Regions from separate parts of the Sus scrofa genome. Here region 1 is linked to region 2. The links are chromatin contacts, called in public HiChIP or PLAC-seq maps. All regions are on one chromosome and are shown on one strand. The core of a region is the stretch at or near the end of the contact, and the rest is flanking DNA. Distances in the headings are between cores, read along the strand shown.

The links. HiChIP or PLAC-seq counts read pairs in DNA pulled down with a chosen protein or histone mark.
Region 1: an H3K27ac HiChIP or PLAC-seq map of skeletal muscle shows a contact between it and region 2. The contact joins two enhancer-like sites. A contact is called at or near these places in 1 of 5 promoter capture datasets (liver), 24 of 47 Hi-C or Micro-C datasets (alveolar macrophages, blood, embryonic fibroblasts and 11 more) and 2 of 2 datasets of contacts at active chromatin or transcription factors (alveolar macrophages and skeletal muscle).

The regions. Positions count from the first base shown.
Region 1 is chr15:25,358,512-25,365,147 of Sscrofa11.1, forward strand. It overlaps BIN1 (bridging integrator 1), which reads left to right. Exons shown (of 14, transcript NM_001097440.1): 3 at 601-655; 4 at 836-930; 5 at 1,376-1,471; 6 at 2,416-2,523. Among named protein-coding and RNA genes, the nearest start is that of BIN1, 33 kb to the left of the region's middle. Within about 2 kb of position 2,915, at least 27 of the 83 cell types and tissues checked have an H3K27ac peak or open chromatin away from gene starts, as enhancers often do. A contact at or near this core is called in skeletal muscle, where this site is marked.
Region 2 is chr15:25,293,711-25,300,920 of Sscrofa11.1, forward strand. No RefSeq gene overlaps it. Among named protein-coding and RNA genes, the nearest start is that of BIN1, 32 kb to the right of the region's middle. Within about 2 kb of position 4,046, at least 5 of the 83 cell types and tissues checked have an H3K27ac peak or open chromatin away from gene starts, as enhancers often do. A contact at or near this core is called in skeletal muscle, where this site is marked.

The DNA.
Region 1 (6,636 bases), core at 1,665-4,164, 64 kb after region 2:
CCCCTTCAGCCTTGCCTCCTTCATCTTCCCTCTCAACTGGGCCAGTGTCCCAAAAGGCCTGGACGTGACCCCTCTCTTCTCTGCGCCCCTTCCAGACCTCTCCTCTCTCCGCGGGCTGGCCTTTGTCCACAGGGCCTCCTTCCGTGTGGGATGCAGGGGTGCCCACTGGCCTCAGGCACTGCCTGAGCCTTCAGAGCAAGGTGCTCCCTGGTCCCTTGGGCCCTGGTCCTCCTCCTGCTCCTAGTGCTCCTGGGCTGCCTGGATCACAGGTGCCTGAGGGCAGGCCTGCAGTGTGGGCCATATCATACATGCAGGTCATGTGTGTGTCTTGTCCAGGGTGTGGGGGGTCTCTGCCTGCCATGTGGGTTGAGAAGAGTGCCTGGGAGGGAAGATGATGACAGACGTGGGATGAATGTCCCTTTGGGCACAGGGCTCCCGAGGGGTTGCATAGCCTGGGTGTTTGCACATCTGCTGTCCAGGAGCTCAGCTGCGACTTAATTCGGATGGCTGATGGGTGGGGTGGTCCACAGGGGTGTAGGAGGCCGAGGGCCGATGTGGGCTGTGCCCCTGGCCCTCACCCTCTTGTCTTTGTCTGCGTAGAGTGAGGGCACCCGGCTGCAGAAGGATCTCCGAACCTACCTGGCCTCAGTCAAAGGTGAGGGTCGACCTGGCCTGGGTGGGTGGGTTCCCTGGGAGGCAGAGGGGTGCCTTCCCCAGGGCAGCTGATGGGCGAGGAGTGGGAGATGGGTAAGGAGCAGTGTTTGGAGGAGGCAGGGGCTGTTTGGGGGTGGGGGTGGGGCTGCCCCCTGGCTGCAGCTGGCTCTTCTGCCCGCAGCCATGCATGAGGCCTCCAAGAAGCTGAATGAGTGTCTGCAGGAGGTGTACGAGCCTGACTGGCCGGGCAGGGACGAAGCCAACAAGATCGCAGAGGTGAGTATGGCCGGGGTCTTGGCTGGTCCCTGAGAGCCCTCCTGACCTCCGTGGGCAGCCTCTCACCTGCCGGGCCTTCTGGAACCAGCTCTTCTAGTTCTCAGGGCAGACCCCCTCCCCCTCTGGGGGTCCTTTTCTCCTCTGATATGGCTGCAGGCAGAGGCGGGTTTCCCATGATATCCCAAGGCATCTCTGCCTCTACCTCATGTCTCCTGACTCTGGAAGCCTCCCTCCCAGCCCCACCAGCCTGGGCTTATCAGCCCCACAGTCACTTTGTGCTCAGGCAGGAGTCCCACTCCGCATTTTGTAGACGAGGGAGTGGAGACTCTGAGGAGCTGCAAGTGGTGCAGTGATCGGGAGTGCTGACCCTGGTCCCTGGGGAATGAGGGTGGGGTGGCCCAGGGCCAGGCACTGTGTCCACCCCCTGCTTGCTCTTGCCCTGTAGAACAATGACCTGCTCTGGATGGATTACCACCAAAAGCTGGTGGACCAGGCGCTGCTGACCATGGACACGTACCTGGGCCAGTTCCCGGACATCAAGGTGAGAGGCGCTCTGTGGATCTGCCCTGCTCCAGGCTGGAGAGCGAGAGAGGCCTGGGGGTGGGGTGGGGGGCTGAAAGCGGGCATCCCCCTTGCTGGGCATTTCGTCCCTCTAGGGATGCTCCCCCTGAGGCTGCCCTCTTGCCCCCTCACCCAGGCCACTGAGCCAGAAGCCCTGTAACTTTAGGTCTCTGGCTGTGGAGAGAGACCTCATAGGGCTGTGTCTCAGAAAGCGACTGTAGGGTTGTCTAAGCAGAATTAGGGGGGTAGGAGGCCTGGGTGTGTGTGCTTAGAAGGGATGGTGCACCCAGTGGCGCCGCCTCTTACCTGTGTATTCGTGTGATTGCACTGCTCAAAAGCTGACTGCCTTTGCTGGCCCAGGTGAGGCAGGAGGTACCAGTGTGCCAGAACCTCCCTGAGGCCGGTGGGACCCCAGGTGCCTTGGGCAATGCAAGCAGGGTTGTCTGGGGCTCAAGTGGTGGCCATAGTGCTGACCCAACCCTCTAGGGGCATGGCCCATGCTGGCCCCCTTGGCCACCAGGTCAGACGCCTCAGGCTCCTGAAGGTGCCCTGTGGGGAGTAGACGGAGGCTGGTGGCAGTGGCTCAGGGGGATTCAGGCCTGAGGCCCATGAGGGTCTTTCAGCAGCTGAAGGTCTGGGAGGAGGCTCACTGGCATGGCTGGCAGGACCTGACAAAACTGGGTACTGTCACAAGGGTCTGCGTATAAGAAAGGGCAGCAGAGGGCATGGGCTGCCCTGCAGGTGACAGTGATGGTGCCTCAGGCATGTGTCAGAGTGCCTGGTGCAGCCTGGGGTCTGCGGCCCTGAACCCCTGGTTCATCCAGATCCCCACGCCCACCACCCATTTTCCCTAGGGCAGCAGCTCAACATGGGGTGAGGGTTGGGGTCCAGGCCCTGTTCAGCCCCTTCCTTCTCTGTCCCTAGTCACGCATTGCCAAGCGTGGGCGGAAGCTGGTGGACTATGACAGTGCCCGGCACCATTATGAGTCCCTCCAGACTGCCAAAAAGAAGGATGAAGCCAAAATAGCTAAGGTAAGGCTGGGGATACTGGGGGTGGGGTTTGGGGGGCTTCAGGGCATCCCAGCAGCAGGGGCTGAGGGTGCCCAAGCCCCAGGGCCTTCCCCCTGCACTGTGTACCCTGGCCGGCTGGCAGGATGCTCAACCCCCTTCATGGAAGGGCTTACAGCTGGTGACTAGTTCCTGGTCCTAGAGCTGGGTAGGGGGTGGTGCTGGGCCCTGGGGCCCCAGCCCAGCCCGTCCTGTGGTGCCGCCTGGCCCCAGGTCCCTCCAAGTCCCTCTGCCTGTTCTCAGGCTGCTGTCCAGAATGAGAACAGGCCTGGCTTGGGTTTCACCAGCCCGGCTACCCCCCTCCTACAGCTGGCGTGCACTGAGTGGAATTCTGTCATGGGATCTGATGTGGCCCATCTCAGCTGGAACAAGCGTGGGTGGCAGGGGTGGGATCTGAGGGCGGGCCCCTAACTGGAGGGGCAGGACCCAGTTTGCTGAGCCCCTCTGCTAACAATTCTTACACTTTGCTTTGCAGTTTGGAGTTCACCCCTTTCCAGCCCTGCTGAGGGCCCCCTAATTCTCACAGCCTGGGGGCCTTTATCTGTTGGGAGCGCCCCCTAATTCTTGCAGCCTGGGGGGAGCCTTTATCTGCTGGGGGGACCTGCGTGGCAGCTGTCACTGCACTGGAGACGTGTGGGCGTGGTGTTTAATGTCTCTGTCTGTTTCTCTCTTCCCATCTCCCTCCTGTTTCTCTACTCTCCTTGGCCTTAACCCCCGCCCCTCCCCCAGCCTGTCTCGCTGCTTGAGAAGGCCGCCCCCCAGTGGTGCCAAGGCAAACTGCAGGCTCATCTGGTAGCTCAAACTAACCTGCTCCGAAATCAGGTGACACTGGCTTCTAACCTTGCATGTGCTGGCGCCTTCTGGTCTGCTGTCCTGTCCTTGGTGCCAGGCACCCATCTACCTGACCACCCGGGTGGGGGAGGACTCGTCCCCTTTCTGAATTGGGAGGCAGGGCTGTTTACAGAAGTCCCCGTGGGGACAGCTCCTGTGAAGAGAGGTGCGGGTCAGTAGAGGTGGTGGGGATGCGAGGGGTTGTTGCTGGCGGGCCTGTGCAGTGTGTAGGGCTCTGTAGTACAGGAGCCTCGGAGCTTCTGTCCTCAGTGAGGGCTCCTGCAGTGAGGGCAGTGGTGTCCTTCATGACTCACGGGAGCTGTGAGGTCATCCTGAGCTTCCTGAGGACACAACTGCCCAGAGAGGCCAGGTCTCCTGCCCAAGGTCCCAGGGGTGCTTCCTGGATGAGCTGAGCTCCCTGACTCAAGCCCCCACTCGTTATCCTAGCTCTCTGCCCAGGGCTTCACATGGAAGTCCTGCCACCCTGGCCAGACCTGAGGTGACCCTAGGCCCTCTAGGTCCCATGGTGTCCCTGGTAGGGACACTGGGAAGGCTTCAGTCTGGCTGGGATGCTGAGTCCTGGGGCCTGGAGGACTGGTTCTTGGGAGTTTCACGGAGGGCAAACAGTCCACATCACAGTGGGCTTCCTGGAGGAGGCTCCTTGCACAGGCTCCTGAGTGATGCTACCACCCTGCCAATACTTTGCTCTTCTCAGCCCCCAGCTCTGGGGATGGATGCATCCTGGGTGAGCACAGTGTGGCCAGGGACTGAGATGCAGTGCCTTGGGAAGAGTGGCCTTGTGGCTCTCAATCCAGCGAAAGCACATGACTGTAGCACCCCATCCTGGTCCTGGGTTGGGGGCAGGCACGGAGGCCTTCCTCAGCAGGCTGGTTTCTCTCTGGGCAGCTGTGCCATTTTTTCTGGGCCACCTTCTGATTCTCGCCCACTGGTATTTTATGACTATGATATGGAGCTCTGGGTTCGTGGCCCAATTTCTTACCTGACCTGCTGCCTGGCTGTTTTTTTTTTTTTTTTTTTTTTTTTTTTCTATTTTTTTTTTTAGGGCTGCACCCATGGCATATGGAGGTTCCCCGCTGTGGGCTGAATTGGAGCTCTAGCCACTGGCCTACGTCACAGCCACAGCAACACCAGATCTGAGCCGCGTCTTTGACCTACATCATAGCTCACAGCAGTGCCAGATCCTTAACCCACTGAGCAAGGCCAGGGATTGAACCCATGTCCTCGTGGATCCTAGTTGGGTTTGTTAACCACTGAGCCACGAAGAGAACTCCTGCCTGCTTGCTTTTAGGCCAAAGCTGTGGACTGATGTTGGAGGCCCTGAGCCATGACCAGCCTCACCTGTCCAAGGTCAGGAAGGTGGCCTGGGGAGTCTTAGACCGGCTGTGTCCTCTTCTGCTTCAGGAGGAAGGCCTGTCCTGCTTGTGGAGCTCAGGACTTCTGGCTGGAGGGGGAATGGGCCCCTGACCCAGAGCCAGGATTTCTGCATAGTTTTTCCTCAAGCGGGTTTGGCAAGAGGCCAGATGAACATTTTTTCTGGTGGGAGAAGCCCCTGGGAGACTGTGGGGCCTGGGGTGGTGGCTGTGGCTGCTTTGGGCTCCTGGAATGGGTGTGTCTGGGGAATCCCGCTGGGAGGGCCCCACAGCCCCTCCTGGGGTTGAAGGGGAGGCCAAGGCATAGGGTCTGCTGGCTGGATATTGGACGATAAATGTCCCACACTCAGCCAGACTGACCTTCCCACCTGGAACTGGTTTTTATTGAGCCTGTCCTCCTTCTGCAGGTTAGGCAGTCTTCAGGAAGCTGGCTGGCAGGAAGCTGGGCACTTGGGGTCCTGGGGCTGCCCTGCTGGCCAACGTGACTTTGGGGAGACTGTGCCGCCTCCTGGGGCTATGGGTTCCCGAGTCGGCCGGCCCCAGGTGTCCCCCCAGGCCGCTTCCGATCTGCTCTCCATGGGAGCTGCAGTCCCCCTAACCTGCCTCCCTCCACTTCTGCTCCCCCAGGTGTTTCTGAAAGAGCCAGAATAGGAGAAATGTGACTCAGAGGGAATAAAAGACATAGGCCCTGACTTCTAGGAACTTTAAAATGATGCTGTCCTTTGCAGTATCACTGGGATGTGTGAGCAGATCTTGGCACGCAGCTCCGAGCTGCTGTGCCATCCTCATCATCTTGGCCACGGTGTCCAACTGGGGAGTTAGGGCCAGCCTTGTGAGGTGGCTTCTGCAGGTACAGGAGCCAGGGTGGTCAAGGTGGTCCCCAAGGACCTGGGACTTGAACTGGCTGATCGGCACTTGGGCAGGAGGCACGCATCACACATGGCCATGCGAGGAGCTCTGGGCTGGAAGTGTGAGGGTCACTTTTGTGGTGGGTGGTAGCCCCCCTTCAGGCACTGGGGTTCTCAGAGGACTAAGGCAGGGCTGGTCTGGCCCATGGTCTGCAGGATGCTCTCAATCTGATCTATTCCAGGGGTGGCCCGAGGCATGCATGCCTAGAGGCATTTCTTTTATTTCCTATTCTCCTATTTTTAAGAAGATTCTTTTTTTTTTTTTTTGTCTTTTTTGTCCTTTTAGGGCCACACCCATGGCATATGGATGTTCCCAGCCTAGGGGTCTAATCGGAGCTGTAGCTGCCAGAGCCACAGCAACGCCAGATTCGAGCCTCGTCTGCGACCTACACCATAGCTCATGGCAATGCCAGATCCTTAACCCACTGAGCAAGGCCAGAGATCGAACCCCCAACCTCATGGTTCCTAGTCGGATTCATTAAGCACTGAGCCACGAAGAGAACTCCAAGAAGATTCTTAATATTTAGGCAGGGTGCTTGTGTTCACTCTAGCAACCTGGAGGTAATGTAGTCAGGAGCCACAGTGGCCCCCTCCTCCAGCACTCCCCCCAACTCACCACAGCGGGGATAGAGCCTGAGTAGGGCTGAATCTGGGGCCGAAGCTGGACGGACAGCTGGGTGTGATCTGGCAGTTTGCTGTTCTGGCCAGTTGGCCTGAAAACGTGAGGCTGTGGAGAGAGCTTCTCTCACGGGTGGGGCAGCCACGTTCCTGGGCTGTGACTCAGCCCCTGAATCCAAGTCACCCTGAGTCACTGTTTCCAGCAGCACCCTCCAGAATGAGCTAGCAGAGCTCTTCCTGGGGCCGGGGGCTGTGACTCACCCCCACCCTGGCCTTAGCTCCTGGAGCTCCCTACTTTCTCCAGCTCTGAGGTGGGGCCTTAGCGCCAC
Region 2 (7,210 bases), core at 2,796-5,295:
TCAGTGGCACAAGTTCAGTCCATGGCCTGGAACTTCAAAATGCCATAGGTCATCAAAATGCTCAACATCACTGACTATAAGAGAAATGCAAATCAAAACTACCATGAGATATCACCTCACACCAGTCCGAATGGCCATCATTAATAAATCCACAAATAACAAGTGCTGGAGGGGCTGTGGAGAAAAGGGAACCCTCCTGCAGTGTTGGTGGGAATGTAAACTGGTACAGCCACTATGGAGAACAGTCTGGAGATACCTTAGAAATCTATACATAGAACTTCCATATGACCCTGCAATCCCACTCTTGGGCATCTATCCAGACAAAACTCTACTTAAAAGAGACACGTGCACCCGCATGTTCATTGCAGCACTATTCACAATAGCCAGGACATGGAAACAACCCAAATGTCCATCGACAGATGATTGGATTCGGAAGAAGTGGTATATATACACAATGGAATACTACTCAGCCATAAAAAAGAATGACATAATGCCATTTGCAGCAACATGGATGGAACTAGAGACTCTCATACTGAGTGAAATGAGCCAGAAAGACAAAGACAAATACCATATGATATCACTTATAACTGGAATCTAATATCCAGCACAAATGAACATCTCCTCAGAAAAGAAAATCATGGACTTGGAGAAGAGACTTGTGGCTGCCTGATGGGAGGGGGAGGGAGTGGGAGGGATCGGGAGCTTGGGTTTATCAGACACAACTTAGAATAGATTTACAAGGAGATCCTGCTGAACAGCATTGAGAACTATGTCTAGATACTCATGTTGCAACAGAACAAAGGGTGGGGGAAAAAATGTAATTGTAATGTATACATGTAAGGATAACCTGACCCCCTTGCTGTACAGTGGGAAAAAAAAAAAAAACTGGTTTTCAAAACAAAACAACAACAACAACAAAATGTCATAGGTATGACCAATAAATAAATAAATAAATAAATAAATAAATAAAACACTTTTGTACTTTAAAGGGCACTTTGAAAGTAAAGCCTAACAGACAGAATAGGGAACGTACTTGAAAGTTATGTATCTCACAAGGGGCTTGTTTTGAGAATTATAGAAAGACTTTCAACTCAGTAATAAAAAGACAAATGGCCCAGTGAAAAATGGATAAAGAAACTGAATAGATATTTCTCCAAAGAAGATAATCAAGTAGACAAATAGCACATGAAAAGATAGTCACATCATTAGTGATCAGAGAACTGCAAATCAAAACCACCAAGAGATACCACTTCATATCTGCTAGGATGGTTATAATGAAAAAGACAGATAATACCCAGTGTGGTGAGGATGTGGCGAAATTGGGATACTTACACACTGCTGGTGGGCATGCAAGACAGCTGCCTCCTCTCTGAATTAATCACTGAGGCTGAGAGGGGTGGGGAAGGGTGGACCCTTCAGAGATGTTTCCTTGGAGGAATGGAAGCAGCACTGGGCATAAAAACAAATGATGCCTGTTACATGGACCTTACTGGATTCTTTGATGCTAAATCTGCTCATAATAATAACTCCTGGGAGAGTCAACTGGATTACTGTTTTACCCAGCAAATTTCATTCCTAGGCATATATCCAAGAGAAAGGAAAACATAAATCTGATAGGGAAGGAGTAGGATAGTTACACAAGAAGTTGAAGAAGTCCCAGGAGAGGACCATAGATAGAGAGGGAAACCTAGGGGACTTTGGGAGACCACTGTAAGTTAATAATCACTCAAGAAAGCCATCAGAACATCATGGAACAAAGCAGGCTTGTTTAATTATAAAAACCATAAATAAAAGCATGAGATAGGCCTCAGGTCATTGAGTGAAAGATAAAATGAGGCTTGCTATCAAGTTCAGCAAGATAATGATCCTCAGGACTAAGGACAGGAATTTAAAGGAAGGATGAGATTCCAAAATAGGAGACCCTCATTATGCAGAAACCTGAGATGATTCAGCACATTTTAGCATAAGTTACCACCCTTCTGCTGATCTGAATAAGCAGGAGGACAGTCCTAGTTTGACCTCATAGGGTCAAATACTCTCTTACCTGATACGACGGAGGAGCTAGTGATGTAAGCCTGACATCTACTAGACAAACAACAAGGAAGAAGGTGGTCTTTCCTCCTCACCACTTTCCTTGGATTATAAAAATGTAGCCCACCCAATCCCCAATCAGACCTACAGCTGCTGGCCTACACCAGAGCCATAGCAACACCAGATCTAAGCCACAACTGTGACCTACACCACAACTCACGGCAACGCTGGATCCATGAGCGAGGCCAGGGATTGAACCCTCAACCTCATGGTTCCTAGTTGGATTCGTTTCCATTGCGCCACGACAGGAACTCCACATCCTATCTTAATAAGTCTATTTCTTGCCTATCATTTTGTCTCTTGCTGAATTCCTTCTGCACTGAGAAACAAAGAACCCGAGCTTCATAAAGTCCAGACACCAGTTGAGTAATTCTAATTTAAAAACTGTGGGTTCAAGTCCCAATCTGGGTTTAGGCTGCATTTGGGTCAGAGGTGTTTTGGTTTCACATCCAGATAAGACTTTTATGAGAATGTTCAGAGCAGCATTATTCATAATAGCTACAAAGCAGAAACTGAAACCAAGCAGGGCGTATGGGCTCCTGGGCACAAAAGCCTTTCTGTGTCCCCCATTTCTTGTCTATAGGAAATAAACTTCATTCAGCCTCCATGACCTTCCCTGGGTGCCAAAGGGCAGGTTCAAACAGTTGCTGATCAGGGAAGGGAGGGGATGCCGAGACTGGGGTGGGGGAGACAAGAAAGAGTAGTGTAGCCTTGGAGCGGGGTCCTGGTTCCCCCTCAGGGGATATACATAACAATACCTTTGACTTTTCTGCAGAACTAAAACACCCAGCAAGCAGAAGATATTAACCACTTGATGAAGCATTCTTCATTGAGAAAGAAAGTCACAGTCTATAGAGACCACCAGAACTCGCCCCAGGACTGCCTGACACCACCTCTGAAGAAGAATGCAAGCTTGCATCTACCCTGATCCTTATCTGTGGTCCTATTTACCACTCCCAAACTATAAGACCACCTCCTATTCTCTCCCAAAGGATGGCACAGTCTTTAAGGTGCTAGCCTGCTGTGGACTGCTTTGCCTGGCACAGCAGTGAAAGCTACTCATTTCTCCTTTGCAAAACCCTGTCTCTGTGTTTCTATGAAGGAGCAGTAGGTAGAGGCTGAGTTTTGGCAACAAAACAACCCAAATATCCATCAATGGATGAATGGATAAAGCAAAAGTGGTATATTCATACAATGGAATATCATCAGCATACGAATGTACTGATTCATGCTACAACATGGATGAACCTTGAAAACATTCTCAGTGAAAGAAGTCAGTCACAAAAGGAAATGCATTGTATGATTCCATTTGTATGAAATGTCTAGAATAGTCAAACCTATAGAGACAGAAAATAATTCAGGGCTAATGGGATGGGACAGCTGGTGGGATAATAAATTGAAAGGTGAGAGGTTGCTTTCGGGAATGATGACAATGTTCTAAAATTGATGGTGGTGATGGTTGCACAATCAATAAAAACTACCCTGTAAATTATATGGGATATATATCTTAACGAAGCTGTCAAAAATGCATATGAATGTTTTAGGAGAAAACCTGCCACTCCGGGGCACCTCCCTTATGGAGTGCTCTGTCACCCTGTAATTCCTAGAGCTTTCAGCAGAGACATTTGAGAATCTTTGTGGGTCTGGAGCCCAGGCTAGAAGAGCAAAGAGTACAGGATTAAGTTTGGTGTGATGAGATTAACTGGTCGTGTTGATCCGCCAGGGGCAGGGGTCTCTCCAAGCTGTCAGGCTGCATCAGATCCATGCTGGAGGCTCTGCAAGCCTTGCCTATGGGATGCGCTTTTCACACAGGCACTGGCAGGAGAGGCCTCCTGGAGCCCCTTGACTCTCATCCCTACTGCAGCGGGTGTCAAGTTCAGTCTGCTAAGCCCACAGGCCGAGCGGGCAGCACAGCTGAGGCCCAGCTCATCTTTCCCCCGGACGGACGTGCAGTGCAGAGATCCGGAGCCCTTTCTGAGCTGTGGCAGGCAGCTAAGAATAGCGAGAGTACAGTATGTGTACCTCTGAAGAGCTGGCCATGGAGCCAGGAGCATTTACAGCCCTTTCTGGAATAAAGAGCTTGTCAGCCCACATGGTTGCTTTGAGAGCACACTGTGGCCTCTCCTTTCAAACTCTGGCCCTAAACTCGCCTCCTCTGGGAAGCATATCTTGATTTACCAGACTTCTCTGATGGAATTTCTCCAATGACTGACCTGGATTTGGCTGACAAATAGATCATGGGTAGGTGATATCTGTAGGCTTTGGGCAAGGACTTGGCCAGAGCATTTCCTTGGGCTCCTACTTATCTTGCTTTTGGATAAACTGATGTATAACATGAGTATTTGTTATAACTCTTTGATTGTAAGTGACAGAAAAGCAGCTCAGACTTGGGTAGTGCTGGGAGGATGGGACCAGATGCTCAGTGCTGCTGGGGGAGGGTCAGTCCTTGACCGAAGAGGTGCCTTTTTAGAGGTATGGGAGCGATGTCCCATATGTGATGGTGCTGGAGCCGCCCGGGATGCTAAACTTGGGGACAGCTGACAGAGGTGGACAGTTTGCCTGCTCAATGCCCACCCCCTTTCCACAAACTACTGGGAGCACCCTGCTCCTGGGAGCACCCTGCTCCTGCTCTCAGCTCCCTAGCCAGGAGTGGGACATGTGACAGCCTAGCTGGGAGCAGACAACCTGACGGTTCCTGGGAGTGTCCTGAGGGCCTGGGTGGGTATGAACTCACTTCTGGGCCCCCACAGCAGTGGTTCCCAGGCCTGGATGGCCCCTTCCTAGAGGTTCTGAATCTGCAAACCTGGGGCTGGTCTGGCATCTAGATTTTAATTTTATTTTTATTTATTTATCTTTTTTTTTTTTTTTTTTTTTTTTTTTTTTTGCCTTTTTAGGGCCACAGCCATAGCATACAGACGTTCCCAAGCTAGAAGCTGAATCGGAGTGGCCTATGCCACAGCCACAGCAACTTGGGATCCGAGCTGCTCTGTGAACTATACCACAGCTCATGGCAACACTGGATCCTTAACCCATTGAGCAAGGCCAGGGATTGAACCTGCGTCCTCATGGATACTAGTTGGGTTTGTTATTGCTAAGCCACGAAGGGAACTCCTGGCATCTAGTTTTTTAATAAGCTCCCTATTAGCTTTGGGGATCATGTTTGTATACAGTAGGTGCTGTATAGCTGCTGGTGTCCTGGGAAGGGCGGGAGTCATTTTCCGGCTGTGGTTACACTAGCTGGCTTGCAGTTGCCCATGGAAAGAGAGCAGCCCAGACCTTGTGTGGCGGACATGGCCACTTCCTGCTGCTGATCCACATCCTCCCTGGTGGTGAGGTGGCCCTGCTGATGGGAACTAGGCCTCCCGTCCCAGGAGGTATCAGAGCTCCAGGGTGTGGGACACTTGAGAAGATGGCCAGCTTGAAATGGGCTCCTCTGATCAGTTCCAATCAGGCCACCTCAGGATGACTCAGAATGTCAGGCCTTCTAAAATTAATCTGTGGCCGCATCTAAAATCAGCACCTTGTTTAGAGTCAACAGCCCCTCCTGGATCCACAGACGTTTTGGGAATGAAACCCTGGACTGGGTCTATCTTTCGGCCCCTTAGACATTTGTCTGACTTTAGACTTGCCAGCAGACAGTTTTCCTTCTGCTTTTCCTTTTCTTTTTCTTTTAAAATTCTCTCCCTTTTAACTGCAAGCAACGGCTATTTTTATGACCAGGGGTTTCATTTCTCAAAAAGCAGATGACAGGAGGCTGATATTTTAGTACCATGTTCTTAGTTCTTATTTATGGAATTTAGGTGCAAATTTAATCCAAGATATTCAGAGCTCTTTCTTTTTTTTTTTTAGGATTTTTTTTTCTGATTAAAAGGGTTGACTATAATTATTGTAAAAGTTTTAGATAATACTGAAAGTTCTAAAGAAAGAAGCAATAATTACTGGAAATCCCTCCCCCAGAGAGAAATACTTGTTGGCTTCTTGGTGCATTTACTCCTAATATATTTTTTTAACAAATTCCTAAATCCCACAGATTAAACAGATTAAAGTATATGATCTGCACATCTGGGAATAAATGTAAAGCCCAGGAAAGTCTTTAGATTCTTTGTGCAAGGCAGTCTCCTGGAGGGAGTGGATTTTTAGAGTTTTTACATCAATGTTATTTTAATTGCCTTTCACTCTCATAATTTTTTTTTTTTTCATCTTTTCATGGCTGCATTGTGGCATATGGAGGTTACTAGGCTACGGGTCAAATCGGAGCTGTAGCCACTGGCCTACATCACAGCCACAGCAACGTGGGATCCGAGCCACATCTGTGATCTACACCATAGCTCACAGCAACGTGGGATCCTTAACCCACTGAGCAAGGCCAGGGATCAAACCTGTGTCCTCATGGATACGAGTCGGGTTTGTTTCCGCTGAGCCACGATGGGAATTCCCACTCTCGTAAACTGTTGATTGGATTATAAATGAAAAAATTCTGGAAGGCAAACTGGATTTATGTATGAAAAACCAAATCTGACTACCTTTTGATGCAGCAAGCACAATTATAGGAATTTATTTTAGAGCAGAGCTTTCCAAACTTCCTCATTTCTTGGTGTTTTTGGTGTCTCAGAAAGTTTTTCACAGCCCCTCCTAGGCCAAAAGAAACACCCAAGAGTTCCATTTAGTAAGCAGTTTGGTCCACACAGCTGAAGTAGTTATTTCAAAAGGTAATAGACATATTTTGAAATTTTTTTTTAAAATTTCAGACTTAAGTAACATCAGACAGCCACATTGATAACATGAAGAAGGCAAGAGAATAATGTCTTCAAAATTCTGGGGGAAAACGATTTGCTGCCAGAAATATGGTGCCTTGTTTGGTTCGTCCTGGTTCTCCAGAACCTGAGTCAGGGTTTGGCCAGATTAGATGCTCTGTATTGAATACATGAATGAGTGAGAAAATGGAAGGATGAACACATTTACAGGACCTGCCTGTTTCTCCAAAGTCCTTGGAGGAAAGGGGATCACTAAAACCAATCCTCGGAAATGTGGGCCTGCATCATAGGCCAGGGGAGGGCTGCAGGGGAGAGGATGTGCTGATGCCTCCAATGATTTGTCCTATTAGACCAGGGAGCCCCAG